2 separate regions of the Zea mays genome follow, and region 2 is linked to region 1. Evidence: chromatin contacts called from public Hi-C data. All regions are on one chromosome and are shown on one strand. The core of a region is the stretch at or near the end of the contact, and the rest is flanking DNA. Distances in the headings are between cores, read along the strand shown.

Region 1 (5,751 bases), core at 1,658-4,157:
CCGGGTGGGCTTGCGGAATACCTAGTGTATTCACCCAGATTTATTTATGTTTTTCAGCAGCTGAAGACTTCTTTTCTGCTATGCTTGATTGATGGGGCTGTGTCTTCACCCAGTTCTGCCTGTGGCCTGGGCTATTTTATCTTCCACTGCGCTTTATGTTTTTTCGGCTCACTTTCGAGCTTGTATCCCCGGTATTGTAATAACATTATTCAGACTCTATAACTATTTGAAGTAATGAATGTGGTTACTAGCCTCGTGGGACTAGTAATTGTATCAAATTTGAGTTCCAAAGGATCGGGACGCTTCACATGTGGGCCTAGGGACATAAAGAATATAGTGCTTGAAACATCTAATATCTATTGTCGAGACAATCCTCTTGCGCCCGACGTCCAAGATCTGTGTATCCTTGGTGTACAGGGGAAGCTTCCGTCGGAAGAGAAGATGAGTATAGCGCGCCGCTCAGCACATGCATACTGTTCACCAGCAAACCCAGCAGGTGGGCTGTTTGCTGGATGACCATGACGCCGCCTGCCAGCGAATGGGACATGACGCATTTAATGCTGAGAGGGCACGTTGCCCGTCAACGCAGTGGCAGGCGGCGCGTTTTTCCTCAATAAATGCAGGGGCCGCACGACTTTTCGTCAGGGTCGGCCCGGTATCTTATGTCATGGGCCACAAGCAGCGGGTCTCCTCCTGAGCGGGAAGCGGAGGCGAGGCCCGCACACGTGTCAGCGCCGGACCCCTGCACACACCAGGGTCCTTCTCGCTCCGGGACCCTGCTGGAGTTCGGACTTACCCGAAGGCTCCAGACTCGTGTGTAGGGGTCCGGTGTCATTACGTGAGGTCCGGCCTTACTGGGGTGTGGTGTTTTTCCCTGCCACGTGGCGTCCTTTGGCCTGCCCATCCGGCGGGGTCAGGCGCGGTCCTCCACGCGGCAAGGGGACGTCGCATGGGTGCGATGCCTTCCTGCTCCATGAGAGGGTACCCCAGATTTAGGGTACCGACAAATGCATACAATATCTGTTGTATGCGTTTTTTATATGTGTTTAGATTTATTATTATCTATTTGAATGTAGACATAATAACTAAGAGCTAAAGTGATAGCTATTTTGTGACCGAGGGGATATGATCTTCTGTGAAATATATTTGTATTATTATTAGCAACACATGTGAGATATTTATATGCTACATTTTTATTATAGAGAAGTGAGCTCGGAGAGCGTTTTATAAGTTGCAGAGTAAAAACATACTTCCTTGATACGTAAAACCATTTCACATACTTCAGCCCATAAATTGAGGATAGACATGTATTCGAACTTTGCAAAGTAATATCAAATTTCAAGCCAAATATACTATTCTAAAATAAATAGATTCCAACGACCTGTCAGAGAAAACGTTTCACCCTCTTCAATTTTCGAGTACTGTTTACTTGGGATCCGAAAATCAGATTTTATGTAAAAAAAGAAAATCTCCGAGAGAAAGCAGTACTATAAATTATTTATAAGAAAACATGATAAAAAAATTCGAAGACAACAAATCTACTCAAGAAACACTTCTCAAGTTCTCATTAACTTAAGAAACAATATCTCAGTCAACCACCAAAAGAAAAGAAGTCCCATTATCATTATATCCACGCACTAGTAGTTCGAACTACACACGCTCGGTTTAAATTAGAGCTAGCGCTTATTGTTCCGCTGTTTACACGACCACTTTAAGTTAGCGCATTTCAATACAAATTTGGTTCCCAGACGAAGATACATTGTTTGACTATGTATATAAAGTCAACCAAATGCAATGCCTATAATACTCCGTTTGGATGTTGACGTTGGAGGGTGTGTAATTGAATTGAGTTCAATACCAAATCAACACTGATATTGATATTAGATGTAAGTTCAATTCTATTGTTTGGATGTCACTGAATTGGAGTTTAGAATTATGCGGTCTAATTCTATGCAATACAGAGTGGGTGATGCTCTATATTGGGGGAGGAGGTTTCTAATTATAGTCCAATTCCGTAGAATTGGAACTCTGATTCCAAATTTCAATACCATATGCAACCAAACAATAGAATTTTGGAAAAAGTAGATTCCAATCGTCAATTATGTGCTGCAATATCTACATCTAAACGGGTATGCATAATTCTTCTGTGAGAACCCGATGCTTTTTACCGGTTGATTGGTTCCATGTGTCCGTGGCTGCACGCTCACCCGAAGATGGTTGATTGGATACAGGCGTTTTGGCGGTAGGAGCGAATGCAGGTAATTGACATCTAAATGGCTTGTTTTGCATCTGCCCCGTGTGGACCACGTCTTCTATATGCAGGCAACCAAACATACGTTTAGGAAAAGTCAATGCACGCGGTGATCTATAACAAAACGATGCGAGCAACCAATCAACTGGTTAGAGTATTTGGTAGACGCAAAGCACCGGCATTAGCACTTTAGCAGCTGGGAAATTTCGAAATGCGTAAGGGATAGTGAAAGCAAGTGATTTATTACTGTGGTAGTGACTAGTGAGCAAAAGAAAACGATGGCGGCTGTTCCAGAGTGTTATACCCAGTCTCCTGTGCCACGGTTTTTCACACCGGCTAGACGCCGGTCCAAGGAAAAATACAGCACACGGGCCTGGTGGTGTCAAAGCTACGTTCCCGTGTGGGAGACGAGAAGCAAACGACGCCGAACGCTGCTCTCCGTCCCACTCGTGTATGACGCGGCGGTCACTATTATTCTTATTCAATTGATTTCCGTGGAGCCTGCCCCCATCCGCTGCCCGGGCCCGGGCCCTTTTCCTCGTCCCGCCGCGGCACGGAACACGGACGCCGCCCAACCGCTGCCCGCCACGGCGAGAGCCCGATGGCGCTGGATGTCGGCGCCTCTGCCTCGCCCGTGTGCCGGGAAGCTGCTGGCCCCGTGTATGACGGCCCTGGAAGAAAGACTTGGGGGATCGGGACGGTCGCGACGCCAAGAGGGGACCGTCTAGAACTGGACCGGGACACGTTGGAAGCAAGGCGACCCAATCACATATCGCGTCCCGTGCGCGTACGAACACTCTCGTGCAGGCGCAGTCGTGCTGTGCATTGGTAGTGGCACACTCGGAAGCGACATCTCTATCGAACATCGACGACCCTGTCTAGCGGGCCATAACTCTGCTCCCGATGTATGTACAGTAGCAGCTACTATAGAAGAAGGCATCCATGGTCAGCTCAGCTGTGAGATTTGGTGTTGGCATCCATGGATAGCATCAGACAACATCAGAACGAGAATTTCACAGGTTTCCCCTTTTTTTTATATATATGTACTCAGTACAAGGAAAACACATGTACGAGAATGGAGACACTTGTACAAGTCTGTAGCAAACTGAATGATGTCAAGTCAGAGCAAGGATGCAGTCGTCTGCCCTGCCCGCTAGAGAGAACTGGGTATGCCATCCGGCCCATACTGTCTTCTCGCGTTCTTGGGCCCGGTGTAAGGTATTGTGCGGCGTTTCACAGAGCAACCTCAGCCCAGCCGTGTGGTGTGCCAGTGTCTGGGTCCGTGGGTCACCACGAACCCCACGTTTCGGACTGGTGGGCGGTGGCAAAGCCTAGTAAACCAGGCAATTGAGGAACTACATTGTTTTCCGTGGAATTGGCCTAATCATTCGAGCACATTAAACCTGGGAATCAAGAGAGAGTCGATGCATATCTTTGCATATACTAGTACTAGTATTTGTTGAGAACTACGTTACCACGGATCACCAGATCCGCTCCCTTCCCTCCCGTCAGCAGTAGAGGCGCAAGAAGATGTAGAGAACTCGTCTCCCTTCCCATAAACACGTTAGAGGAAACACACGAGACATGGATTTAGGGTTGGGCATCTGGCCTCTTTCTCTTCTCTATTCCATATGAGGGGTACATGTTCTATATATAGAGACGCGATAGCCCTCAGGGCTATATTCGGTATTTGCCCACATAACCCTTCATTAGGGTTTCTCAACACTCCCCCTTGGGCGAATACCGCGACCAACACATGCCTCATTAAAACTCCAAAAAAACCCAATGGGAAAAATATGGAGAAAGAGTGCATGGTGATACAAATTGCATTTGCACTTTGTTGTCTCGTTAAAAACCTCATGTGAGAAACTTCAAGAAAACTCACCAAGGGAAAAAGAGTACAACGGCTGTCATCGGGACAGATTTCGATCCTCTGGGATCTAGATTCTATTGAATCTTCTACAAAGACTAACTTTAGAAATGTGCTCCCCTGATCCTTGCAAAACTATATCAATATGGCAAAATATTTTCTTCTGGAAGTATATGCACATATAGATTCAGCAAACGGATTGCATATCCTTGCAAGGTCTATTTCAGGAACTTTACCTCTACTCACTTCTAGGATATACGAGGTAAGTGCACGTATCAATATAAATAAGCCACTTTGGCTGATGGTGTTCGATCGACTAGATCTATATATTTGATAGAAAGTTCCATAAAGGTTTACATATTGATCATCAAGCTCACGCCTTCAGGGCATAGAATATGACATTTATTATCTCACGATTGTGATCAATATAAGCATTCGCTCCCCCTAACGATGACATCTATCAAAGTCGTTATCCCTCATAACTCAAGCATATTCTTCAAGATATATGTCTCATTGTTCATCTAGAATAACGAGAATGAATGAGGTTGGGGTGCTATCATTTTCTATCTTACACCATAATTTATACATAGTTGTGCAAAGCAAGTAACATGTCCTTCTATAGGACTTTAGGGGATAATATAGTTGCAATAGTACATATTCTAAATATGACACATCGCTCCAGGCGTTCATCCATTGCAACATCTATGATGGTGTAACAAAAGTCCATCAAAGATCGTAATCCATTAGTGATTTTTCATCGATTAGATACATCGTTATAGTCTGTCATTCTGGCACAATGGGGATATTTTGCCAGTAACACCTAAACCTTATAGGTTTCTGCCATCGGGGCTTTAGAGGATACCGTAATTCCACATCAAGTGGAAAATACCATGAGTAAAACTCGTGGAATGCACATGTGCTTATTCGGTGAACTTCAAGTCCTTTGGTACCTCATCTTATTCCTTTTCGGGTCTATATGGGTCTTTATCCCTTTATAGGGATTATCAAACTTTGGTGTTTAACACAGACTCTATGTCTTCTGGAAAGGTTCCATCTAGGAACTATAATCTCAAATAGGAGATATTCTCTCTACATAAGAGAGTGTTCATTCGTCGGGAATGTATTATTCGGTACTAGATTTATATGTTGCATATTTATAATTCAAAGATATGAGTCCTCCTAGGATCTCATGACGGATCTTCAGAATCCTATTAACTGCATATTTTAATTCATGCCATTTGCCAGATATAATACATATCGGAACAGTGGTTATTCAACACATATGTGGGATGGGTCTCTCACAAGACCACTTGAACCATCGCATTCACCACACATTATTTCAAAAGTGCCCATAAATGTCCGAACTTCAAGCTTGTGACTTTCATTTTGCGATTATTGGTTCAGCCCCGATTGCATTTATCAATGACCCGATAAGAGAGCTTAAAGCACTCATGCCTAGGACTTTGTTTTGGATCCCTTTGCAATCTAGAGAGGCAAGATAGGTGTCGACACATTTGTCTCCCACATTTAATAATGATCTTCGTCATTTCCCAAAAACAAAAGATTCACTGTTCCGTATTCCTAGCACAATGATATTGCACGCATTGCTAGGAATTTTATTATCAAGATG
Region 2 (5,751 bases), core at 2,360-4,859, 98 kb after region 1:
GTTCACGCCTAATGCCATCGAGATCGTCGATCGTTTCATCGTTTGGACCATCTCCTCCTCCCGACGAGAGTTCATCGTCTATCGATCGCAGGCATGCGTGTGGGGCGGCCAAAGAGTTAGCTGTTCATGCGGTGCAAGCAATCGGCGACGGCGATGGCCGGGCCTAAAATAATGCGGTACAGTAGCTACATGTTTTAAAATTTTGGTGAGGACCAGGCTACGCGGGAGCAGACGTTACCATTGGCGTTGGCCCGGCTGTATGTTATCGCCGCGTACGGGCGTTTTTGGATGCTGGATGGTTGTCGAAGTCCTAAGCTTCGCATTGCCCCCCTGCTGCAACTGCAATGATTGGACTTGCAAGAACGTCAGCGGATGGGTTGGTTAATGTCAAATTGGATGAGGTAAATTGGACGGTATACTGTATAGTTTAATTCATTGCTGACGATCGGTGTATAGGTTTGTATAAACAACCAATGATGATACGACGGGACAACTTCATATATATTTCTTCAATACCCACTATCAATATCGGGCTTCTTTTTGGCATCGATGACTTGTATGGGAAAAGTATCACTAAACAAATTAGGGATTTTGAAAAAAAAGGTAATTAATATAATGAAAATATATTATTGCTATTTTTCAATTGTTTGTGTCGGTTATCGTAATTAGAGGTATCTGGATTACGTTCCTAAACACGATTAACCCCGAGTTTGCCGTCACACACATTCCCCGAGGACAATAAGGTATAAACCACGATTCGCCCGAGACCCCTCTCGGCGGTCACTCATAACTCTGCCTCGCTCGAGCCTGCCCTTGGATAAGGTACGAACTCGAGAAATTCCTCGTCCCGACCGAGGTCCCCTCTCCACATAACCACCGTTCCCGTCTCGCCCGAGCCCGTCTCGGGCAAAGAAGACAACCCCGAGCCGGACCTCAGCCGAAGGCCGTAGGGGACATGAGCGTTCAATGTGCGTACCTACCCCACGCAACGTCGCAGGCGAACAAGAGCGAGATGACCGCGGTCCCATTGGTTTTCACCAACTACGATGACGTATGACTAGGTACAACGACTACTGTCCCCCATGTCGTTTGCCAACTCCTGATGGGACACACATACGACAAAGCGCGAGTTGGACCTCGGGAGGAAACTACGCCTCGCCTGAAGCCGACCTCAGCCTCGGAACAAAGTCCGCCTCGCCCGAGCCCGGCCTCCGCTAGCTGCTCCCCGCGAATCCCGAGGCCACTCCTTCAACTGTATCATGCACGTCTACGAATCCCGAAGCAGGCTCGGTCATGCCCTCGGGCAGACTTCCACCTCGCCCGATCACAGCTTCGACCTCGTTATTATCAACGAAGGGCACCCAACGTCACCAGAAACAGCGAAGCTCACGTATTACCTAGGGGCTTTTACCATACTCGGTACTGCTCCAACCACCACGGCATTGGTAGCTTCCCCATCAGGTAGGCTCGGGTACGTGACCGAGCCCTCAGGCGTGACCTTGGCTCTTTGCGTAGTCAAAGATGCAAATACAGGAACCGAACGTCTTCATCGAGCACAAGTCAACAATAGGTACAAAGGCCATACCATTTAAAGGGGCTCGGTTACGCCCAAGCACAAGTCAAAAATAAGGTAACAAAATGAAAAGTACAATATTGCTATTTTCAATTGTTTGAAACCAATTTATGGGGACATGATTAAACATATTAACCTGAACATATAAAGGTTCTACTTTCTATGATCCATAAGCACAAGGATATTGTGGCTAGTTTGTTTTGTAGGGTTGACGAAAACATGTTAGTCACAATGAACCATTTATTATATTGGGCCTTGGAGATTGGATTCGGAGTATGGGTCAAGGATATTTATGAAGACTAAAGACATGGCAATGTCTAAGCGCCAACTTATGTTGGGACATGGGAGCACTTAGACATAGCGTTAGGTTTATTACCTTTGGTTGTACTATTAAGGGGCCAAAAGACTAGTACCTTGATCAAAGTTGGAGTTGACACTTCAATGTACACATGAGAGAAACCCCAAGCAACTCAAATAGATAGAGAATTAGTTATGATCCCATTGGACAAGATCAAACATCAAGTGAAATCAGAATTGAAGTTTAAGTGTCACTAGGTCAGTTGATCTTCAAGGGCAACATATCATCAAATAACATTGTGCTATATTCTGTGTTACAAAGTTATCCACCGGATGATATGTTGAAGTGCCTATTTGGACCGATAGATTATGGCCCCAAGGACTTCTTAGGTGAAGTAGTTTTAGTTAAGGTATGAATATCATTTTCTATTTTTAATCCTCAATCCATCTCCCTCTTGAGGCCATTCGATCCTTATAGCGTAGACACCATCTAGTTAATTAGCATGTGATATAGATAGAAGATGATAAAGTTACTTGTATGCCATCAAAGGCTATATATATCCCTTAATACACATATGTCATCCAAAATTATACATCACTATATTGATATTAGTTTCAGAACACACTGAGATATAAATGACGCCACACATAACACAATACACTGGATCTTTTTTCTAAGTGAAAGAGCTCACTATCAACCATACATTTCTTGCCATAATCTTCACATATTTTTATTGGGGGGGGGGTGTTTTGTGCATATGCATGAGACCACATGTATCATCATGGTCATTCATTCTGATCCCTTCTGGTACACAAATATTGATATATGATTTTGTCTGCTCTTGTGATTCTTTCGATCTACTGCCTCTTGCCACATGAATCTTACTGTGTATTGTTTGTTCAAGAAATAACTTAACAATTGATGGTTGGAGTAGATCAGCAGATTGGGGGTAGGCTCCTGGCGTGTCCGCCTTTGTTTTTGGTTTACGGTGTGTGGGGTCTCTAACGGGTGTCCATTAGGGCTTGTTCGTTTCACGGTTAATCCGTATGGATTGTGAGGTATTAAGTCGGTTGAAGTCCATCGTAAATCAAAATCCATCACAATCTATTTAAATACACTCCAATCCACATAGAATTAGAATAAACGAACAAAGACTTGCGTTGCTTAGCCGGAATCCAATTGCCGTCGTTGAAATTCCCCCCACGATATTATTTTTAAGATTATTGGAGATTTAAAAATTGCAAGGCGGATTCATCCAATCTTTCCTACCATCTGAACTGACGTTTTTGAATACATTAGTCGTATAATGCAAGGCGCAGCTCAGAATAATGGGCGTCGTTTGCATCACCATCGCCCGCGACAGAAACACACTCCGCCGAACGGTTGTGTGCATCGTCGCATCTCGCGGCAAAGCGCACGGGCCGGCCATTGGTGGATCCGGTGGGGGGGCCGCCAGCAGCCTTGCTCCACCAGCCGCGATCATGGCGGGCCTACTCCCAGAACCTCGCCCAGCCGTGGAAGGTAGATCCGATGGCCAGGACCCCGGCTGACGCGGGCTCGGGGCCCCACGCTGACTCGGCCCCGCTGCATCCCGAACGGATAAGCTCCTGCCGCGCACGGAGCTCGCCGAACCGACACCCGCCGCGTGTCCAGGGAGCGCTCCCGGCGGGGGTCGCTCGCAGACGCGAGGTCCCGGAGCCGCGCGCGCCCCCGCCTATAAAACTGCAGCCATTCTCCCCTGGTTCCCGCATCCCACTCGCAGCACGAGCGCTCAGCGTCTCGTCTCCTCCTCCCCACAAAAAGCCGCTGAATTGCTCCGTCGGCGTCATGTGTGGCATCTTAGCCGTGCTCGGATGCTCCGACTGCTCCCAGGCCAGGAGGGCTCGCATCCTCGCCTGCTCCAGAAGGCAAGCATCCGTCCATTGCACTGGGACCGAGCTCTTCTCATATAGGAACCATAAAGAATCGAACGGTAGAGAGACTAGGATGGGCCGATCTGAAAAGGAGCATGGGAATCTTACTCGCTCGTTCAAGCAACCCTGTGTGTGTGTGCGCGCGCGCGCTCGCTTCTGTGTCACTGGTTACAGTATTGTCGGGTGGGCGCGATTAGTTGTTGGTTAGTGTTTAAATTTTGACGACTGGCGGACCTGATGATGGTCGGTCACTCCCACGTGGTGTGCAGGCTGAAGCACAGGGGCCCCGACTGGTCGGGCCTCTACCAGCACGAGGGCAACTTCCTGGCGCAGCAGCGGCTCGCCATCGTCTCCCCGCTGTCCGGCGACCAGCCGCTGTTCAACGAGGACCGCACCGTCGTGGTGGTGGTAAGCTAATAAGATCCAAATATGCACGCGCGCAGCATGCATGCTCAAGCGTCGTCTAGCTAGTTTTGACGGGCCCTATCTATGCTGTAGTTCCTCAGCATGCATGCGCTTTGTTTGCTTTTTTTACTTCACAGGCCAATGGAGAGATCTACAACCACAAGAACGTCCGGAAGCAGTTCACCGGCGCGCACAGCTTCAGCACCGGCAGTGACTGCGAGGTCATCATCCCCCTGGTGAGCCTTACACTGATCGTTTCAGTTCTGAAAACCAAACTTGTTCTTCGCTTACACACTAAAGAACAAAAACTTCTCCTCTACTGATGCTGCCTTTGTTATTGCTGCTGCCGTCGTCGGCGTCATCGATCTCCAGTACGAGAAGTACGGCGAGAACTTCGTGGACATGCTGGACGGAGTCTTCGCGTTCGTGCTCTACGACACGCGAGACAGGACCTACGTGGCGGCACGCGACGCCATCGGCGTCAACCCGCTCTACATCGGCTGGGGCAGCGACGGTCAGACTCAGACACAGCGTGGCGTGGCATTTTCGCAGTGCGGTCGCGCCAAGCAGAGCACCCCAGCTAGGTGGGTCAAGCTGAAGCTGAAGCTGACCGATCGATTTTCTCGCCTCGCCTTCCCTCCACTACTGCAGGTTCCGTCTGGATGTCGTCCGAGATGAAGGCGCTGAACGAGGACTGCGTGCGCTTCGAGATCTTCCCGCCGGGGCACCTCTACTCCAGCGCCGCCGGCGGGTTCCGCCGGTGGTACACCCCGCACTGGTTCCAGGAGCAGGTGCCCCGGACGCCGTACCAGCCGCTCGTCCTTAGAGAGGCCTTCGAGAAGGTGAGTGACCTTGCACTTGTTGGGTCGTCGGTGGTATTTAAGCAATAAAGATGGCCGTTACTGACACTGACCTCTGGCCATGGGCCATGGGCCCGTGCGCTGCAGGCGGTTATCAAGAGGCTCATGACCGACGTCCCGTTCGGGGTCCTCCTCTCCGGCGGCCTCGACTCCTCCCTCGTCGCCTCCGTCACCAAGCGCCACCTCGTCAAGACCGACGCCGCCGGAAAGTTCGGCACAGAGCTCCACTCCTTCGTCGTCGGCCTCGAGGTTTTGTTTCGTTTTTTTTGGCACTGGTGGTGCGCGTGTCTTATTTGTCTCGGATAGAATCGCGCGCGGGACGGGACGCTGACGGCACGTACGTTTCAGGGCTCCCCTGACCTGAAGGCCGCACGAGAGGTCGCTGACTACCTCGGAACCACCCATCACGAGTTCCATTTCACCGTACAGGCAAGTAAATCATTCGCGCGCGCGCTCGCTTTTGGCGAGATCGTGACGTAGGCTGACGAGTGGCAAACAAATTACAAAAATGGGCCATCATCCATAGGACGGCATCGACGCGATCGAGGAGGTGATCTACCACGACGAGACGTACGACGTGACGACGATCCGGGCCAGCACGCCCATGTTCCTGATGGCTCGCAAGATCAAGTCGCTGGGCGTGAAGATGGTGCTGTCCGGGGAGGGCTCCGACGAGCTCCTGGGCGGCTACCTCTACTTCCA

Evidence for each region. A called contact is a pair of places that touch in the nucleus more often than the background predicts.
Region 2: a Hi-C map of root tip shows a contact between it and region 1, with 4 times the contacts expected there. The contact joins the promoter of LOC100192351 here to the enhancer-like site in region 1. A contact is called at or near these places in 13 of 25 Hi-C or Micro-C datasets (bundle sheath, ear, leaf and 5 more).

What each region holds. Positions count from the first base shown.
Region 1 is chr9:143,704,959-143,710,709 of Zm-B73-REFERENCE-NAM-5.0, forward strand. No RefSeq gene overlaps it. Among protein-coding and RNA genes, the nearest start is that of LOC103639269, 19 kb to the right of the region's middle. Within about 2 kb of position 2,908, at least 20 of the 20 cell types and tissues checked have an H3K27ac peak or open chromatin away from gene starts, as enhancers often do. A contact at or near this core is called in bundle sheath, ear, leaf and 4 more, where this site is marked.
Region 2 is chr9:143,801,948-143,807,698 of Zm-B73-REFERENCE-NAM-5.0, forward strand. LOC100192351 (asparagine synthetase 4) reads left to right here and starts at 3,610. Exons shown (of 11, transcript XM_008659820.3): 1 at 3,610-3,778; 2 at 4,054-4,192; 3 at 4,327-4,425; 4 at 4,562-4,703; 5 at 4,841-5,031; 6 at 5,137-5,298; 7 at 5,398-5,478; 8 at 5,576-5,751. The coding sequence starts at 3,699.